Linked DNA regions of Mus musculus: region 1 is linked to region 2. A link is a contact called in public promoter capture Hi-C data. All regions are on one chromosome and are shown on one strand. Each heading gives the region's core, a stretch centred on a gene start, on an enhancer-like site or on the middle of the called end of the contact. The rest is flanking DNA. Distances are from core to core; before and after follow the strand shown. Region 1 overlaps Parp9 (poly (ADP-ribose) polymerase family, member 9). Region 2 overlaps Pdia5 (protein disulfide isomerase associated 5).

Region 1 (5,106 bases), core at 1,430-3,929, 480 kb after region 2:
CTCTCCTTAACTTCAACCCCTGGTGTTTTCTAGAATCAACTCTTAAAGTACTTATACTCAAAAGTCTCTTCTCAAGATTTGCTTCTAAGCAAACTTAAACTAAGACATTAAGAAAAGCAGAGGGCTGGAGAGATGGCTCAGTGGTTAAGAGCCAGGACTGCTCTTGCGAAAGTCCTGAGTTCAGATCCCAGCCACCACATGGTGGATCACTACCATCTGTAACAAGATCTGATGCCCTCTTCTGGGGTGCCTGAAGATACCTACAGTGTACTTACATATACTAAATAAATAAATCTTTAAAGAAAAAAAAAAAAGAAAAGCAGAGACGTTATGACTACAGCTTCCCTTTATTCCCAACTCACAATTACATCATCTTCGTGTGTGTGTGTGTGTGTGTGTGTGTGTGTATGTGTTTTACAAACATTGAAGACATTCTTGCTTTCTCATTTAGGGACTGCTAACAAAATGCCGTATACAAGGCTGAGCCCTTTTCAAGTGGCTTTGCATCTAAAACCCTTATATATCTTTGGCTTGATTCCAAATGTGTGTGTTTGGGGGGTGGGGGTGGGGGGTGGAGGGCAAAGCAGTGTTGGTAAGGCAGGTCGTGAAGTTCATCTCTCTTTCCAAGTGAGAAACTCAGCCTCTTAGTGTGGAAAGGAACCATGTCCTTTTCAAAGGAACTGGTGTTCATTTCTTTCTTCTTTTGTCTTTTCTCCTTTACCAGCCAACAATTCTCTTGAAGAACATTATAGATGGCAAATTCCCATTAAACACAATGTCTTCGAAATTTTAAAGAGCAATGAGAGTCAGCTATGTGAAGTCCTCCAAAATAAGTTTGGATGCATCTCTACCCTGAGCTGTCCAACTCTAGCAGGGAGCAGCTCTCCTGCTCAGAGAGTCTTCAGAAGGACCCTGATCCCTGGGATAGAGTTATCTGTCTGGAAGGATGACCTTACCAGACACGTTGTTGATGCTGTGGTGAACGCAGCCAATGAAAACCTTTTGCATGGAAGTGGCCTGGCCGGAAGCTTGGTGAAAACTGGTGGCTTTGAAATCCAAGAAGAGAGCAAAAGAATCATTGCCAACGTTGGTAAAATCTCAGTTGGTGGAATCGCTATCACCGGTGCGGGGAGACTTCCTTGCCATTTGATTATCCATGCGGTTGGACCTCGGTGGACAGTTACGAACAGCCAGACAGCTATCGAATTACTGAAATTTGCCATTAGGAACATTCTAGATTATGTCACCAAATATGATCTACGCATTAAGACAGTAGCAATTCCAGCCCTGAGCTCTGGAATTTTCCAGTTCCCTCTGGATTTGTGTACAAGCATAATTTTAGAAACTATCCGGCTTTATTTCCAAGACAAGCAAATGTTCGGTAATTTGAGAGAGATTCATCTGGTGAGCAATGAGGACCCCACTGTTGCGTCCTTTAAATCCGCCTCAGAAAGCATCCTAGGGAGGGACCTGAGCTCTTGGGGGGGTCCAGAAACTGACCCTGCTTCCACCATGACTCTTCGCATCGGCCGGGGCCTGACTCTCCAGATTGTCCAAGGCTGTATTGAAATGCAAACAGTAAGTTTTTGTTTTTATTCCCTGGCAGAGGGGAGTCCTGGAATTAATGGTTAATCACTAAGATGCTTAAAGTGGAAGGCTGTAAGATGTATCTTTTGGGGATTAGAGTGTGTGACTGTCAGGGCCAGGCCATCTGGATTAGAGACTAGCTTCATTATCCTAACTCAAAGGCTTTCTTTCTTTCCGTCTTCAGTCCTTCCTTTAAAACACGTAGCAGCACTTAAACATCTGAAAGCAGAGTCATTATCCAAGAGATGGCTACAGTTGTGTGTGGCACACGGTCATGTGGGAGTTATAATGATTAGGTTCTGATTCTTAGGAACCAGAAGCGATTAGAATACTCTTTAATCCCAAAGAACTTAAGCTTTCTCTTATTTCTTTATTTTTGTTTGTTTGTTTGTTTATTTTTGTTGTTGTTTTTTGTTTTTGTTTTTTTGTTTTTGTTTTTGTTTTTTTTTTGAGACAGGGTTTCTCTGTATAGCTCTGGCTGTCCTGGAACTCACTCTGTAGACCAGGCTGGCCTCGAACTCAGAAATCCGCCTGCCTCTTGTTTGTTTATTTTTGAAACAATGTTTGCTTTCTACCACGTCATCCAAGACTCATGATCCTCCTGCCTCAGCCTCAAACACTAGATTTTTATTTTTTTTGAGGCAAGGTCTCTATAGAGCTTTGGCTATCCTGGAACTTGGTATGTAGATCAGACTGGTCTTGAACTCACAGAGATCCACCTGCCTCTGCCTCCAAGGTGGGATTAAAGGCTACTATGCCTCGGCTAAGCACTGAAATTAATTAATTAATTAAGTAAGTAAGTAAGTGTGTATGTAGGTGTGTGTATGTATGTGTGTATGAGTGTGTATGTGTATCAATATGTGTGCTGATAGGTGTATATTTGTGGGTCTATGCATGCTTGGAGGTGGGGGTAGGGTTCGCACACATGTGCACACATGTGGAGAGGTTAACTTTGGTTGTCTTCCTAAAGTACTGTCTACCCTTCTATTTTTGAGACAGAGTTTCTCATTGGTCTGGAAGTTGTCAGGCGGGCTGTGCCTTACTGGCTAGCTAGCCCCAGGGAACTTGTCTTGGCTGGGATCGTGAGTGCTTGTCACCACATCTGGGTTTTTTCACACGGTCTCTGGCAAGTACTTTACTGACTGAGTTACTTATCTCTCTAGTTCTAGCCTATTTTTAATCTTTAAAAAAAAACTTTTATTTGGCAATCTCACTGGGGAAACAAGTCACTCGGCATTGCTGAAGCAAACTATCAATAACAGTAAACAAAAAATAGTACTTAGGAATACAGCAGGGCATGGTGGCCTGTCCCTGTAATCACAGTAATTTGAGGTGGAAGCCCAAGGATCAGGGACACAGAGGTAGCAAAAAGTAACGGTGACAGGGCAGAGAAGAAAGCCCTACTGATGGTGCCCCTCTAGAAGCACCCCTGGGCTGGCTGGCTTGGTGGCAGAATGCTTGCTTAGCATGGGTTTGATTGCCTGCCCTGGGAGAAGCAGGCTGATCTTAGGTTGGGGGAGTTGTGAACTAGCAGGAGGAAGGCTATCAGGGAGGCTTGAGTGACTTGGTCAGAGAGACAGACAGGAAATGATCAGCCTGGCTGGACACACTGAAGTTTAAAGTTATTATTATCTTTTTAAAGATTTACTTATTTATGTATATGAATACACTGTAGCTGTCTTCAAACATACCCGAAGAGGGCATGAGATCCCATTACAGATGGTTGGGAGCCACCATGTGGTTACTGGGAATTGAACTCAGGACCTCTAGAAGGGCAGTCAGTGCTCTTAGCCCCTGAGCCATCTCTCCAGTCCCCACAATCAAATTATAATTAACTGTCAGGGAGAGTAGCGCTTACAGCCTATGAGATATCAGAGCGAAGGCTGAGGAGACTCCATGAAGTGAACGATCTGAGGAGTCGTTAGTGTGGCATTTAACATTTAAGCAGAAATGTTATTTTTTAAAAAGATTTATTTATGGGCTGGTGAGATGGCTCAGCGGGTAAGAATACCCGACTGCTCTTCTGAAGGTCCCGAGTTCAAATCCCAGCAACCACATGGTGGCTCACAACCATCTGTAAGGAGATCTGACTCCCTCTTCTGGAGTGTCTGACGACAACTACAGTGTACTTACATATAATAATAAATAAATAAATCTTAAAAAAATAAAAAAGACTATTAATAATAATATATTATTATATTAAGATTTATTTATTATTATATGTAAGTACACTGTAGCTGACTTCAGACGCACCAGAAGAGGGAGTCAGATCTCCTTACAGATGGTTGTGAGCCACCATGTGGTTGCTGGGATTTGAACTCGGGACCTTCAGAAGAGCAGTCGGGTGCTCTTACCCACTGAGCCATCTCGCCAGCACCAAGCAGAAACATTATTAAATAGCATCCTTTTACCAGATTTTTTATCATCTTCATTTATTGTTAGCAGCATCAGGAACCTTACATCTTCTGAAGGGTGCCAGTGCCCCCCAATGGCAAATTCAGATTGCTTTTTCAGGGCAAAACCATTAATGTCCATGATAAAAGGAGTACTTTGGCAAATGCCTAGAGCCCAACACCCCAGAGGCAGAGGCAGAGGCAGAAGACTTGATCTAAATTTGAGGCCAGCCTGATCTACAAGCTGCAAGCCAGCCAAGATGACACAGTGATACCCTGTCACAAAACAAAGTCCACAGAAGTACCTAAGTTTCCTTTGATGGATGATAAGAATTTTGGTACTTGTTTTGTTAGGGTTTTTATTGCTATGAAGAGACACCATGACCAAGACAACTCTTATAAAGGCAAACACTTAATTGGGGCTGGCTTTCAGTTTCAGAGGTTCAGTCTGTCCATTATCATGATGACAGGAAGCATGACAGCATGCAGGCAGACATGAGACTGAAAGAGCCTAAAGTTCTACATCTTTATCCAAGCCAAGAGAAGACTGTCTTCCAGGCAGCTAAGAGGAGGCTCTCAAAGCTCAGCCCCACAGTGACACCCTTCCCTCAACCAGGCCACAGCTCCTAACAGGCCACTCCCTATGGGACAAGCATATTCAAACCGCCAGAGTACTGAAGCTCTAAGGGCGCAGCTCACTTTAGCACTGATCTCAGAGTTCAGAGACAAAGTAGTAAGAAATGCAGTTGATGTCTATGTGTACGCTGTTTCTGTAGATCTGTGGTTCTCAGCCTTCCTAAAGCTGTGGCCCTTTAACACAGTTCCTCATCTTAAGGTGACCCCTGACTGTAAAATTACTTTTGTTGCTACTTCATAACTGTAATTTACTGTTACTGTTATACTGTTATGAATCACAATGTAAATATCTGCCTGAGGCGACCGCTGTGAAAGGGTCATTTGACACCTCCAAAGGGGTCATGACCTACAGGTTGAGAACGGCTGCTGAAGATGAACTGGTTAAGTGGCTGCCTATAGAATAGTTGGGTAAGTGTGTTTGGTGACCCATACAGAAAGAAAGCTCTGTTTCACTAAAGTCCTTTTGGCCTTGTTTATACTTTCTTTAACC
Region 2 (5,282 bases), core at 443-2,942:
ACCTGTACCTGGCCCACTCTCAGTCACGTCCTCCTTACCAGCCTGTGAACTCACTCAAAGGGCCCAGCAGGCAGATCCCGGTGAACAGCAATCTGCTGCCTTCTCTTGCCCCAAACCCCGTGGTACACCCCAAAGCCAAGCAGAAATGATATCTGAATTATGTGCCTCCGAGGCGCTCCTCTTGCAGGGTGGAAACGGGAGCTGTCTGTGAATACAAAGCATGCTGAGCCTTTCACAGATACGAACAATAAGCATCGCTGAAGAAACACGCTCAGAGTCGTTCAGAGGAGGCATTCCCAGGAAACCCCAGCCAGGGCAGCAGGAGGCAGCAAACCACTGAAGCGGGGAAGCCATTGTTCCACTGTGCACACCAGTGGGGTAGGGTCGGGGTGGGGGTGCAGATAAAGCACCCCACCATGGGAAGGGGAAAGTGGCTTGGAAGGATGGGAGGAGGGAAACTAAACCCACCAGAAGCCAGAGTCTGGGGCAGTAAGCACAGACAAGATGCAGGAAGTGAAGCCATCACCCAGGCCCTGCCCCAGTGTGCTGGGGCAGCACAGGGGCTATACTTCCAATGAACTGAACAAAGGTGGGGTCGGGTAGGAGCAAAGTGATGGTCAGGCTCTCCCTTCATTAGTGACCCCTCGACTCCATCATGAACCCCAACTTCCCACTCTCCAACTCTGCCAGACTTCTGTCTCAGGCCTGTGCTGGTTCCAAAGCCATGACTCTGCAGAGCTGCCCACTTTCCGCGAGACTCTATCTGAAGAAATGAGACGCAGAGATGCCATACGGGACCGGCTCTGCCACCAGGTGTGGCTGGCCTCACGTGTCATGTCTTCTTATCCCTGGTGACCTCATTTATAAATAGGAGACTACCCGACAGTCTGCACTGCCTCCCTTGTGGCAAGGAACAAATGAGACAGTCATAATGGCTCCCCCAGTCACGGGGACTGTCCGAGAGAAAAACCCAGCAGTTTACCAGAGGGTTACCCCAAAGAGTTTCTCACTAACAACCAGCCCAGACACAAGAAAAGCCCCAATAGAGATTCCCGTTGCCTCAGTTTCCCTACTTCAGAAAAACAGTAGGCTCACATACTGGCCTCCTAAGAGGTAGCTCGGTGAAAGTGCATCCAGACCCCCAGGAGCAGTAAGGGGTAAGAATGGCCATATGTCGTGAATGCTCAGGGGGTACAGCCTTCTCGAGGGACACACGGCCAAATCATCCATCAGCCCAGAGTGCCAATGGGATCTGTGTAGCAGATGAGTTGCCAAGAGGATCTGTGCCCAGAATGAGCCTAGCCACTAGCTGCTACTTCTCCAGGACACAGAAAACTTGGCGTCCTCAGGAACAGCAAAAACACTTAACTCTGTTGGAATCACAGTGACAGCCAGCCACTTGTCCTTCCCCAAAGTCACTGCCAAGAGCCAAGCAAACTGTCCAGTGTACTCGCACCAGCCCAAGGTCAGAGGAGTGGCAGGTGGCTGCTCCTTCCTGGAGAGGTGGCTGGGCCTCAACTTGGGAGTCCACTCCAAAGTCAGTCTTGCATCTCACCCCACAGCAGGACCCCCAGAGGTCAGGCAAGACCAGGACCACCTGCTCAGGTAAATGTCCGCAGACCTGGGACCAGTTCAATTGGCAACAGGCCAGCCTGGTAGTTAATCTGCAGCTCCCAGGGAGCCTGCTCCAGCAGGGCTGGGGCCTGTGGCTGGCAGGGAGTCAGGGTGTCCACCCAGCACTCACAGGCTCCTCCCTGTCAGGCTAGGTTGGGGATCCAAAGGATTCTTCCCACAGGATGCTCATAAGAAGGAGGTGCAAAATGACCCCCCAAATAACCAAACACACCTTCAAAGAGAGTGAAGAATACTAGCGCCCCCTCTGGTGCTCTCCCCTCTGCGTCCCACGGCACCCTGATAGGTCTGGAGGGACCACTTACCGGATTCCGAGTAAAGCACCAGCACGTTATTGCGGGTCCTGAGAAGTTTCTTCAAGTCCTTAGGGTCGGAGATTCTCTCAATGAGCGAAGAGACCTTTGTGGAGGACAGCCATGTCGGCAGGACCACCTAGAGACCAAGCAGCCAAAGCCCATGAAGTCTAACTTCTCTCTCACCCAGGGTGCCCACAGACAATCCACCCCAAAGCACATGCTCTTTTTGTAATCTGAAATTTAAAACGTTTTCATCCATAAAATTTTTCTTAGATAAGTTCACACCTGTACAGGATGCCCCCTGACTTCTCTCACCCCCACTGTCTCCCGTAACCTTACCATCCCGACCAAACCCTTCCTCCCCACAAATCTCTCTTCACACTGGTTCATTTGATCTCCTGACCCACTAAATTTAACCTAGAGCATCTTTGTGGCCATGGGTTTAGATAGAGCTTTACTTCAGATCCTTGTAGGCTCGGCAGTGGGTAAAAAAAATTGAAGACCCTGATACTCATCTCCTGGAATATATCAGTGGCCAATAATTTAGCAGTAAGTGGTAGGGTCTGCCGAGCCTTCCCACTTCCATGGCTGACTGTTAACAAGGCCAGCCTTATCAAACCACATGTTTCTTGCTGGAAGATGGAGTGAAGCAACCCCTCCCAGAGTACCACACCTACCTCTTTACCTCTAGAGCTCCCACTTGGCCCACTCCAGTCCCCACCTTACCCACACCCTCTGTGTACTCTAGTGAGATTGTCTGGACTGTACCCATACATAATGCACTGCCACCCACAGACAAGAACTCTCTAAGAGAGTGATGTCTAATTGCAAGGGCCACACGTGACAGTCTGAAAACTCCATCCCACCTAGAAGCACCAATACACAGAACCCAAGTTTTCTCTTACACCCAGGATGGAATGGATGGGTGTAAGGCTAAGCTTTTCTCACTCGGCCGAACAATTGCAGAGATCTGGCTAATCATACACCTTAAGTCCCAACACTTGGGAGGCAGAGGCAGGTAAATCTCTGAGTTGGAGGACCAGCCTGGTCTACAGAGTGAGTTCCACGACAGCCAGGGCTATACAGAGAAACCCTGTCTTGAAAAACAACAAATAAACAAACAAAACAGAAAAAAGAACAAGCCAAGTGTCCCCAAGCTCTTGGGGCCTGGAGATGCCCAGTGCCTCTGCAGGCATGAGGGAGAGCTGACTGGAAGCAGAGTTGATGGTGGGACACAGGAATAAGGAGGTAGATCTTCCAGGCCAGCTTACATGGTGACGCAACTGAATACTTCCTGAACAGTGCTGACAAAAAAGGAGGTCTTAAAAGGCAGCTCCACCCTTGAAAGACCAGGGGCAAGAGCCCTCTGCACCTCTGCACGGCAGTCTGGAGAGCACAGCCTTCAGAGTTCTCAGAAGTGTCACCATACACCCAGCCACACCACCTGCCAGTCAGGAGTTTGTCACACCAGCTGAAGATAACTCACATGTGCGAAGTGTACCAACGACACACTTTTTCTCAGAGAGTCATGGGAACCCACGCTCTTCTGAGACAAGAAATAAATGAAGAATGAGGGTGAGAGAATCTAGAAAACAAAGGACCCAGCACGGAGAGAGGCAGGATGCGTTTCCATGAGGATGGTGAGGGGTGGGCCTGGGACGGGACACTGTCAGCAGGTGTGGTGATTTGAATAGTAATGGCCCTCATAGGCTTATATGTTTGAAAGCTTGGTCATTCAATGCTACTTGACAGGGATTGGGGGTGTGACCTTTTGGAGCAGGTGTGGCCTTGTTGGAGGACTTGTGTCACTGGAGGTGGGCTTTGAGATGTCAGAAGCTCAAGCCAGGACCAGTGTCCTGCACCATGTCTGTCTGAATCCCACCATCCGTCCTGCCATGAGGATAATGGATTAAACCCCTGAACAGTAAGCCAGCCCCAGTTAAACGCTTTATTCTGTCCTGTAGAAGAACTGTGGTAGTCATGGTGTCTCTTCTCAGCAACAGAACGCCAATGTGTTTGCAGCAGGCTACAAAGCAACCAGCTGCTACAAGGTCAGAGGTGATGGAGAAGAGACAGGCACAAAAGCAACTGGAGACCATGTACTGTCCTCTTCCACCGTGAGAGGAGTCTGAATTTCTTCCAGAACCATGCAAACAAGTAATCTAAATTTCTGATGTGCCCCACACCAGTCAAGCCATCTCCTCTTTGCCACCCAATGTCTTGACCTATGTCTATGCTTCACCTCTCAAAAGCTAAGGTGCTTGGCAACAGCACTGAACCTTTCAGAGGCCCAGTGACTCACTTGTGCCATGGGGATGGTGATAGCTCCCTGGGGACATTGCTAGGACACATGGGACAACTCCTTAAAGGTGCTTTACAAAAAGCCACAAAGCACTCTAAGAATATCGGATAACATAACATCCAATGTCCACCACCAGATCAATGGGGGAAGAGAGAGACAAGACCAGACTCTAACAAGCTTCAATAAAATCTGCCACTAGAATCAGAGTTCCTTCTCCCCAGGGGGAGTCAGCAGGCTCCTTCCCTTGCCAGCGCCGCTCACCATGCCTGAGGAGCCACCGCTTTGTGCAGACCATCTTCAAAGCTCAGGAGAACTTCCCTTCAGTGTTGACTACCACATGACATCCCACTGCTGCAAGCGGGCTTGTGAGCTGAACCATAAAAGGTCCATGGCTCAGTGCACACACACACACACACACACACACACACAGAGCAGTGACTGAGAAAACAACTGGACAATGTGGGAGAGAAACGTGGAGACTTGCTGATTTGCCTTCCTCCCTCAGACAATACCGTCAGGAAACATAACTGCCCTGGCTAGGGACCCCCTCCACATCAACCTCCCTGGGTCTGGCAGGCACCTGTCAGGCAGCAAAAGTGCTATGGCCTCACTGACACAGCACCAATAGTTGAAACCATAGAAATCCCCATCTCCCACCGACCCTGGCTTCCTTTATATAAATCCCAACAGTCCCTTAGGTCATCCAACAACCAAGGGCCACCTGAGATGAACCTGCCACCTTCCAGCCAGCCACTAAAGCTTCAGGCCCAGTGTTTACTGACACAGTAGAAAAGCTAAGCTTCTCTGAAAATACCCTCAGCAAATTGACTTTGCCTGAAATCCACCACACAAGGAGAAGCTAGGGCTGGCACTGGTCCTTCCTAACAGCAGGCTCGCATAGACATCTCTGTGAAGGGTCTGCAGCCTTACTGGGTCCTTATCCCTATTTAAGATTAAGAGCTCTGGAAGGGGTGGGGGAGACAAGATACCCTGAGTGTCCTCAGGAGTGATTAATAAACACAAGAAATCACACCGGGCCTACAGATGCCATC

Evidence for each region. Promoter capture Hi-C pulls out the DNA fragments that hold promoters and counts their contacts.
Region 1: a contact with region 2 is called in a promoter capture Hi-C map of liver, with 2.7 times the contacts expected there. The contact joins two enhancer-like sites. A contact is called at or near these places in 2 of 39 promoter capture datasets (liver and neural stem cells) and 1 of 115 datasets of contacts at active chromatin or transcription factors (embryonic stem cells).

What each region holds. Positions count from the first base shown.
Region 1 is chr16:35,946,777-35,951,882 of GRCm38.p6, forward strand. Parp9 (poly (ADP-ribose) polymerase family, member 9) reads left to right here. Exons shown (of 11, transcript NM_030253.3): 4 at 725-1,578. Among named protein-coding and RNA genes, the nearest start is that of Dtx3l, 10 kb to the left of the region's middle. Within about 2 kb of position 2,680, at least 13 of the 459 cell types and tissues checked have an H3K27ac peak or open chromatin away from gene starts, as enhancers often do. A contact at or near this core is called in liver, where this site is marked.
Region 2 is chr16:35,464,594-35,469,875 of GRCm38.p6, forward strand. It overlaps Pdia5 (protein disulfide isomerase associated 5), which reads right to left. Exons shown (of 17, transcript NM_028295.1): 2 at 1,938-2,064. Among named protein-coding and RNA genes, the nearest start is that of Pdia5, 24 kb to the right of the region's middle. Within about 2 kb of position 1,693, at least 18 of the 459 cell types and tissues checked have an H3K27ac peak or open chromatin away from gene starts, as enhancers often do. A contact at or near this core is called in liver, where this site is marked.